2 separate regions of the Triticum aestivum genome follow, and region 1 is linked to region 2. The links are chromatin contacts, called in public Hi-C maps. All regions are on one chromosome and are shown on one strand. The core of a region is the stretch at or near the end of the contact, and the rest is flanking DNA. Distances in the headings are between cores, read along the strand shown.

Evidence for each region. A called contact is a pair of places that touch in the nucleus more often than the background predicts.
Region 1: a Hi-C map of leaf shows a contact between it and region 2, with 5 times the contacts expected there. The contact joins the promoter of LOC123120347 here to the promoter of LOC123120344 in region 2. A contact is called at or near these places in 2 of 5 Hi-C or Micro-C datasets (leaf and an unstated tissue) and 1 of 1 datasets of contacts at active chromatin or transcription factors (leaf).

What each region holds. Positions count from the first base shown.
Region 1 is chr5D:231,701,785-231,706,890 of IWGSC CS RefSeq v2.1, forward strand. LOC123120347 (calcium-binding protein CBP) reads left to right here and starts at 3,098. Exons shown (of 5, transcript XM_044540316.1): 1 at 3,098-3,568; 2 at 5,025-5,071. The coding sequence starts at 3,098.
Region 2 is chr5D:231,481,253-231,486,157 of IWGSC CS RefSeq v2.1, forward strand. LOC123120344 (protein LEAD-SENSITIVE 1) reads left to right here and starts at 1,850. Exons shown (of 4, transcript XM_044540313.1): 1 at 1,850-2,253; 2 at 3,236-4,017; 3 at 4,752-4,820. The coding sequence starts at 2,157. The coding sequence ends at 4,814. LOC123120341 reads right to left here. Exons shown (of 13, transcript XM_044540311.1): 13 at 4,556-4,905.

The DNA.
Region 1 (5,106 bases), core at 1,848-4,347, 220 kb after region 2:
ATTTCATCTAATGGCTCCTCAAACCAGTCAACAGGCGATTTTAATCTAGCTAGTCTGGCGAGCTCATGAGCGACTTTATTAGCTACTCTGTTACAATGCTTGAACTTGAGCTACAAAATCACAAGCAAAAGTGATAGCAGTCATCAGAAACCGTCATAATAGTTGTTGTTGATTTAGCATAATAGTTATGGTGCTGATTTAATCAGCAACAGTTAATATGGAACGGAACGGAGGAGTACATTCCAACAACGTCGATATGTGGTCCACTCTCCCACGGAACGTCTCGACCAGCCCTTTTGTTCTCTCGCCGGCAGCTTGGTCACTGGATACCATGCGTAGGAGCGCTAGCATGGCGAGGGAGACCGTGGGCCGTTTGAATTCGCTACCCCTGATACTGGCAGATCACCAGGAAAGAAGAGGGAAACGTTTCGATATGTGGTCCACATCCCGATGAACGTATGGGGCATCACAATACGTTTGATTTCTTTTAGTCGCACTCTATGTTGATATGTGGTTCACATCCCGATGAACGTACTACCTATTTTTTGGTTTATAAGAGCATGGTTAATAGAAGAGCCCACCGCTGGCTACTCCCTCCATTCCATATTCTAATGCGCATAGATTTTTGGCCTTGATTCCTATATGTAGTGCGCATAAGCTGATTTGGACCAAAGTAGCCCTTGGCTGGTTCACAGGAAAGCAGCAGCAGATGCCCACGTGCTGTGACAGAGCGAGCAGGGGAGGGCATTTCCTGTCCAAATGAGAGTGCCAGCTCAAGCATTGGTATAAACGCCAGCACATTATAAAGTGGAACAGAGGGAGTATATACTAGTGCCACGTCATCTTATAGTCTTCCTAAAATCATACCCATACAATAGGCTGGCTATGGATTAATTACTAGGCTGACTATGGATTAATTACTAGGCTGACTATAGCATTCAATGCTTGCATGTGGACTGAGGAAAAGAGACTCGGATGATTCGTAGGTGTGTAGAAACGCTGGCTTTTAGCCTTCACAAAGGCTACATGCTGGCTATATGTGCTCGTATATTGTGCTGCAGCTCGGCGGCTCCCGTCTCTCTCCTACCTCCTCTCTCCTCCAGCTGTAATTTCGCTGATGTGGCGCAGCTTATAGCCTGCTGAATCTATTATACTTGCTCTAAGGCTTGCGTGTATATATAGTAGGTTGACAAATTATAGACTTCGAGTAGGCCCTTGTGTTGTCTCGCCGTCGGCGGCATGGTATGGTATGAGACCGTGGGCCCGACTGAATTCGAAGCCCCTGGTACCGGCAGGTCACGAGGAAAGAACGTGTCCGGGAAAATCCACGGCTCCCTCGTAAAACGCGTGGCCGCCCACCTGGGATGCTTCGTGCACGTTCATCCATGGTATACGTTACTTGCTCGGGACGTGTCCGGAACGCGCCGCGCGCAGTCGCCGCGGCTACGCAAGCCAACGCCGTCCCCGTCCCGCCGAGGGGAGTAAATTGCATAGAAGTACTACAATTGGGACATTGGAAACAGATTGATACCAAGATTGATAATTTTTACGTGTCAGTACCAACTTTGGGGCGAGGCGTTGCAAAAGAGGCTAAAACAGCTGTTTATACGTACTGACACGGAAACTGACCGGTTGGGCCCGCCTGTCGAGTGCTGACATGGCATGTTTTTTTGCAAAAAAACTCTCTGCAGTCTCCTCTCTCTCCCCCGAACGCTCTTCCCCTCCTCTGTCTCGATCTCTCACACACACCCGAACGCGGCCGTCGCCACCGACGACGATCACCGTGGCCACCGTCCAACCTACCCCTCTCCATACCATCCAACGGCTCAGCCGCGACGCCCTCTTCCTCATCGCCAAGCCACGTGACGCCGGGAGCCCCGTGCCGTCGTCCTCGCCTTCGGCTTCTTCCGCGGGATCCGACGACAACCGCCGACGATTCGACGCCGTCCGACCTCCCCCGAGCTCGCCGTCTGCTCCAACCGACTCGCCGTGAGCCCCTGCCTCCTCTCCCCTTGCTCCCGTGCTCCTTTTCTCGCCATGGCCACCGTTCCGCCGGCGACCGATTCGCGCCGCCGCCTGAGCTCCTCACCGCCATGGCCAGAGGCCGTGTTCGTCGCTCCTAGGCACGTAGACGTGCTCCAGACCTCGCCAGGAACCCAACCCGCACCCCAACTCGCTCTCTCGAGCGCTGCAGCCGCATCCCCGCACCCGGCCGCCGCTCCGCCCGTCGCCGCCGCCGCTACACTGCACCCCGGCACCCCCCGCTGCCTCCTTTAGATGCGCCGCACCGCCAGCTCGCCATAGCCGCAAACCACGCGCGAAGCGGTGCTTGTTAGCGCCATCCCGAGCAACTCCGGCGTGCCACCGCCGTGCCTTTGGTCGCCGGCGTCAACTGCTGACGTGGCGTCGGGTGTGTGTGAGAGATCGAGACAGAGGAGGGGGAGAGCGTTCGGGGGAGAGAGAGGAGATTCCTAGGAGTTTTTTGCAAAAAACATGCCATGTCAGCACCCGACAGGCGGGCCCAACCGGTCAGTTTCCGTGTCAATACGTATAAACAGTTGTTTTAGCCTCTTTTGCAACGCCTCGCCCCAAAGTTGGTACTGATACGTAAAAATTACCAATCTTGATATCAATCTGCTTCCAATGCCTTAATTGTGATACTTGTATGCAATTTATTCCGCCGAGGGAGATATACTCGGAGATATGCATTCCCTGCGCGTCGTCGAGTCATCAAAGCAAAGGCACGCACACGCTTGTCCCGTTCCCTCGTCTCATAAAAACTGGTGCCAGCCTTCATCCACCGTTCGAAAAGTTGAGAGAGCCTCCCCAAAAAGCACCAGGCCAGACGACCCCGCCGCGATTATTCCCCGCACCCACCCAATTCCCCGAGCACCGCCGCCGCGCGATCGCCCGGCCATGTCCGGCTACCCCTACGGCGGCGCCGGAGGAGGAGGCGGCTACGGGGCCCCTCCGCCCTACGGCTCCTCGCCCGCCCCCTCGGCCCCGCCCTACGGCGACAAGCCTCCCAAGGAAGGCAAGGCCTCCTCCCCCTACTACGCTTCCCCGCCCCAGCCCTACGGCGCCAGCGGCGGCGGAGGCGGCTACGGAGCCCCGCCCTCCACCCAGCCCCAGTCCTACGGGGGCGGATACGGGGCCCCGCCCTCCTCCCAGCCGCAGTCCTACGGCGGCGGCGGCTACGGGGCCCCGCCCGCCGGCCAGCCCCAGTCCTACGGCGGCGGCGGAGGCTACGGTGCTCCGCCCGCGGGCCAGTCCTACGGCGCCCCGCCTCCCTCGTCGGCGCCCTACGGGGCCCCGCCCCCCGCGGCAGCGCCGTATGGGGCCGCTGGCGGGTACGGGAGCCCGTTCGCCGCGCTCGTGCCGTCGGCGTTCCCGCCGGGGACGGACCCCAACGTGGTGGCGTGCTTCCAGGCCGCCGACCGCGACGGCAGCGGGACCATCGACGACAAGGAGCTGCAGTCCGCGCTCTCCGGCTACAACCAGAGCTTTAGCCTCCGCACCGTCCACCTCCTCATGTACCTCTTCACCAACACCAACGTCCGCAGGATCGGTAATCACACTCCCCTCTACGCGCATCCTTCTTCCTTCCTAGCACCTCTCCGCTTTTTCGTGTAGCTGCGATCTTGCAACAATTATTGTTTGTTCCTGTGGAGAAAGGTTTCGGTACAACAGTGCACAACTTGGGCTCGCCTGGTATTTCAGTCTGTGGGCATATGCCCTGCTGTTTGATACAGTTGGATCAAACAATGAGGCTCCTTCTGGGAAATCAATAATTGAGTTTATCACAAGGAAAACCACAATCATTCCCTTCCCTTAAGAAAAAAGAGAGCTGCATTTCCTAATACAAGTTCCTGTGATATGTGAATTCTCTACATGCTATTTGAGACAGTAAATCCCTACATCCTGTTTAACCTTGTTCATCATGGGAATGCTATTTAATGGTGATATAAGGGCACAGCACTACACTCTAGGCAACAAGCTATCATGTGGCATCAAAAGGCTGGTCTTGTATGCAAGATAGAATGAGCATTTTTTTTTCAGAAATTCAGTATGTATTTTGTGTGATAGCCGATGTTCTAGTTGTAACACTGACAAGTTTGCAGTCACTGCTTTGGCCTTTACTCAAACACTTAAAGTATACATATATTCATAATAATTTATAGACTACTAGATTTGAAAATATTTTATCCGTGGCTATGGTGTTTAGACTTCACCAGCATGCATATGAAGAATAAAATACTATCAAGAATCATTACCAGATGATACTTATATCTGATGACACTTATTTTATCCGTGGCTATGGTGTTTAGACTTCACCAGCATGCATATGAAGAATAAAATACTATCAAGAATCATTACCAGATGATACTTATATCTGATGACACTTGAAATAGTATGAGCTATTGCATATTATGCCGCCAGTAGTAAAAAAAAAGGATGTTGATTAAAAAGGACTAGTAGGAATCCCTGAGAAAAATATATCTTATGTATAACATCTAAGTGAAAGTTTAATTTGTCTTGGGATGCCTTTCAAGTTAGACCTGTGCAAATGTTGTCCTACCCGTCAAGCCTTTTTTTTTTCTGTTTGCGATGAAACTCTGGTGTGTCGGCAATTTATTGCAGGATTGATCCACTTGGTATGTAAGTCAACTGGGGTTTAGAGTTGACCTAACTTCGGCACAGTTTGAATTTGTGGCCTGATGCGCTTCCTTTATGCTTGATTTTGGTAGTAAGTTTTTTTAGATTCCTGTTGAGTTAGAAAAATCTTATCTCGTGTTTTCTTTTCTTTGGGTGTTTTCCTTTTCTGTGTGGAGCTTCCACAATTACTTCTGAACTACTTGATTGATCTGAACTCTAATATCAGTGCCGTCTTTCACATACCAGTAGTAGAATTGATCTGATTTTTTTGGGGTGAAACTTCGAATTCAGCATTGCCCTTAATATCTATTTCAGCTCTTTCTCGTTGACCTCTCTCAGTTTTTAATTTGTGCCTCTGATTCTTGCAGGGCCCAAGGAGTTTACTTCTGTTTTTTACAGTCTTCAGAATTGGAGGGTGAGTGGCTATGGCTTCAAGTTTTCTTTACTTAT
Region 2 (4,905 bases), core at 600-3,099:
GGCTCTGGGCAGATGTACCTGGATGCTTCGGATCCAACCCAAAAGCAGCAAGAAGAGGAGCCAAAGGCTCCGGCTGGGTCATCACCCCGCTGCCAGAGCACCAACCGGGAACTGGGTACCCCGGAGACTTCGACCCCTTTCCTCGATACTCCAGTAGACGCTCAAGAGCAACCAGAGACTGACTCGGAGACTTCGGCTCTAGCCCAAGAAGTCCCGGAGGAATTGCGGGCTCCAATTGAAAATAAGTCCTTTTCTGGCACCGCAGATGCATGAATGGAGATTTCGACCAACTTGAAGTTGCACTTTTACAACTTTTGGCTTGGGAATTCGTTGAGCTATTTGGCTTTGGGTTCGGTTTAGGAAATGGGGTGTCTTGATCATGACTTGAGCTTGTCCTTTGCCTCCCAACTATACCCTTTTAATAGTGCATGAGCACTACTAGTCAAGAACAAAAAGGAAGGTAAAGTAGCTATCAGTCACAAAGCCCTTCAAGATATGGTAAAATATCAATTTTTTCTCTCCATCATGCCTTGCATAAACCCTAAATATTTAACATGACGTTAATCAAATATGCTAGAATATGAATTTTTTTCGTTCGACAATTCCATTTGACCAATTAAGGTAAATGCTTAGACGTTCTCTCACGAGTAATACCATGTCCTCACATAATGAGTTGAATTCATTTGATAAGTACTCTCCACTACGATTTGAATGAACTCGTTTGATTTGATTTTAAAGCTAATTTTTAATTTTTGTATATTGTAAAGTAGTGTAGAGCCTTATCTTTAGTTTTGAACAAATACGGGTAGCAAAATCTAGTGAAATCATCTATCAACGTCATTAAGTATTTATTTTTCACCTTTTGTCAACACAACATTGATTTTACATAGATCAGAATATATAAGGCCCTTCGCATTGCTCCATGGTGTGCATGTGTTAAGCATGCCACATAAGCAAAAAATAAGTAAAAAATTAACATGGTAAAGCAATTAAGGAGGACAGAGAGCACTTTGATAACCGAGAAGAAACAATGCTAAGCGCGCGAAACACTTAAATAAAGGAAGTTCACTAATGCATGAGCGAATTTAGTTTTTTTGCGAGGTTGGAGAGAATTTAGTTGTTAAATAATTAAACAAAGAAAGCTTAGGTACTCCCTCCGTACTAAAGCTAGTACAAAGTTAAGTTACTTATTTTGGGACGGAGGAAGTACAACAAGTTAAGCATATACACATTGCGGACTTTAGTTGTTAAACACTTCAATGAGTTTAGCATCTCATCTAAGCACTTTTGCATTAGAAGAGACCTGAGCTTCAAGGATGTCAAGTTCATCTTACCCGACGCAAGGTTGCATATATATCACACAACCTTGACATTTAGAGCGCCTTTCCTAAAGTAAAACTCAAGATTAAATGTATTTTAGCAACGTCAGGTTGACAACCAAAATTACTTTTGTAAAAAAAAAATAAACTTATTTTTGGAAAAAAAAAAACTCTGTTCGTAAGGAAACATAAGAGCGTATGAATGAAAAGATGATTGCGCTTAGTCCTGGCCATGAACAACCTGGCCTGAAAAAGCTCAACCCGGCCTGGCCCCGGGCCTGGGCCTAGGTTTTGAGCCCGAACATCGGGCCCGGTCAGGGCCCGCTGTTTTTGCGCTTTACTGAAGAGTCCCGACCCAAGGCCCGCTGACTTTTGTAATGATGGGCTTGGGCCTGAAAAATAGGCCCGATGGCTGGGCCGGGCTGGGCTCAGGCCTGAGTTTTCTACCTCGGGCTTGGTCAAGCCTGGCCCGGCGGATGGCCACGTATAATTTGCGCTAGACAAGGAAACACCAGCAGATCCTAAAAAAAAAAGGAAACACCAGCAGTCCCGACCCGAGAGAGAAAGAGAGTCGTGGTCGTCGCGGTCGCGGGCACGGACGCGGGAGCAACGGCTGCTTTCCTCGTGCCCTTGCTTCCTAACCTAACCAAGCAACCAGCCCTAACCGATTGCCGTCTCCATCCGCGTTCATCCAGCCAGGGCATCCTTTGCCGCTAAGCAAGCGACACCTCGGGGCCGAGGCGACGAGGATGACCGTAATGCTCTAGCCCCGGTGATCTCTGCCGTTTCAGATTGGGGAACTCGATTTCGATTTCGACCCCAGTGCTGGATTCGTCGATGGTGGGGGTGCTGTCGAATCGGGTGGGCCGGGAGGCCCTCGCCGCCGGGGATCACATCTACTCGTGGAGAACCGCCTACATCTACGCCCACCACGGTCGGTAATCCAATCCCCTCATTCTTCAATGCCCCAACCAATCCCCCCTAGCTATCTCTATCAATTGGTTCGTTAATTAGCCGAGGATTAATTAAGCACCCTGCCACCATTAATCTCGCGCCTGGTCCTCCGGGCTCACCTTGAAGACGCCCTGCAACAATAGATGCCCTCATCTCTGAATCAGACTATTAGGCTAAATGGTTTCTTAGGCTTGCCCGCTGGCCCCGATTGAGGAAGATTTTCGTCGAGTGATGAGGAGGGTTGTTCCCAATAACCATGATCTTGCCAGTGTTGCTATTCAGCGGTGGATCGGCTCATTCTTGCTTCGCCGAGTGCGTCTGGGTTCATCAACTGTGGATGCCTATGCTTCAGCGAAGCACGATTGGCCACCTTTCCTTTTACCCAGCAGCACCAGCACCACTGAAGGCATGGTGGATGGGGCGCGGATGCGAATCCGGAAGGGAAACACTTGAGTTTTCGACACCATGGTAATCATGGTCTGGGATCTCCTCTGCTATGTGGGATGTGGCATCAAGGATCCCAGTGAGGCGAGCACTCAGGTCAGGCTGGAGCGAAGGGGTTGGCAAGTTTTATCTTTTATGTGACTCAGATATAGCGGAAGTTGTGCTCGTGATTGTTCAATCTGGACTGTTAAGAATCGACTGCAAGCTTTGGCCATCCCGTACATTTGTAATTTGGCTTTTGACTGCTTTCTATGTAATACAAAGGCCTGCAAAGCTTTTGCCGTTTGTTAGACTAGTGGGCTTTGAATAGCATCTTATAGATTGATATATTCCTTCTCAAGCCGCATTTCGCTCACGCTCGTGCTGCCTATGCTTGCTAGTTTTCGCCATGCATACGCTCCTTACTGCAATACTTGTTCGTGATGTTCTCTTGACTTGTTTGCTTGTACACATGTGCTAATATGTTGTCATAAATAATACTACTGTAGTACTGACTAGTTTGATCTTCCATTTTTCAGGGATATATGCTGGAGATGGAATGGTTATCCATTTTACGAGAGCGGCTGGACATGAAATTGGGACAGGGACATTTTTAGACAAGTTTCTGTTCAGCTCATCGCCGACTACGGCGGATGGCCCTCCTTGTGAGAAATGTGGGCACCTCATCAAGCCTCAGGGCGTCATAATGTCCTGTCTCGATTGCTTCCTGGACGGGGGCAGTCTCTACCTCTTCGACTATGCTGTGTCGCCCCCTTTCTTCCTTGCCAAAGCACGTGGAGGAACCTGCACTATGGCACCCTCTGACGCTGCTCAGCTTGTTGTCCACCGTGCCAAACACCTCCTCAACAATGGCTTTGGCATGTATAGCCTGTTTAAGAACAACTGTGAGGACTTCGCGATATACTGCAAGACGGAGCTGCTTGTCGAGACTGCTTACAGCGTTGGGCGCAGTGGGCAGCTGGCGTCCCTGACGGCTGCATTCAGTGCGGTGGCTTCTTCGCCGCTGCGTTTCCTGACAACTAGTGCTAGTGGTCTGGCAATTGTGACAAGCGGCATGTACTGCGTGGGGCGATATGTGTCAGACATGGGTGTTCGCCGTGATGTGATCAAGGTGCCTGTGGAAAGGCTTGTAGAGCACTGGGTGAACAACGTCACTCCTGCTCTTCCTCAAGGGGCCACACAGGCGGAGACGGCAATGCCTGGAGGCTCGCCGGAGCTACCAGGGGAAGGGGAGCTTGCTAAAACGGCAACACCAGAAGGCTCGCTGGAGCTACCAGGCGAAGGGGAACTTGCTAAAAAGGCAAGTGTTATTTAGCTGCGGTATTGTCGTTCGCCGATTTGGCTTGTGAGGATTACTGCTCAATTCCCTTATCAGTGTGTTCCACGCAATTCTTCATGTAAATTAATCAACCTCTGAAAGAGGTTCGTCGATCTGGCTGTGACGATTTGCTGCTTAATCCACTTATTAACTTGCTGCCTGAACCTGCTCATGTAAATTAATCTACCTCGAAAGAAGTAGCAATACTTCTACTTCGCTTGTATGGAATGTTATGATGTAAGGTGGGAACTTCTAGCCAAGATTTGTCGTGGCACAAATTTGAATTAAACCATGTGATGTAATATATTTCTTGGTTCTATCATAATACTCATTGTTTTGTGTGCTCTTCCCCTTCCACAATTATCCAATGGAGTTTCTGGTGCTTCCTGAAGCCTTTTCCTCGCAATAGTGTCTAGTTTCACCTCTGTTCTGAATCATAAGACGTTTTAGATATTTCAATATGGACTACATACGTGCTGAAATGAATGAACAGGCACACTAAAACACATCTAAATACGTATGATTCAGAAAATAGTTAGAACATCTTATAATTCAGAACGGAGGGAGTAACTCTTATGTTCTATCATCATACAATTCACGAATTCCTTACCCCAACTTGTCGAATAGGCTAGCATGTCCTTTCTCAGTTGCAGTTTTGTAATGCTAAATGTATTGATCATTATGTTATTTACAGCATTTTCTAAAATGTCTCACAGGAATGTTATGGAGAGGATTCTCCTTGCTGCAGTCTACACCGTACTAATTGTGGCTACTTTTGATCCTCGGTAATAACTCCAGAACTTCTGTAAGTTTCTCCAATATCCGATCGACAAAATTAGGATAGAGTTATAAACTGATCTATCCATATTC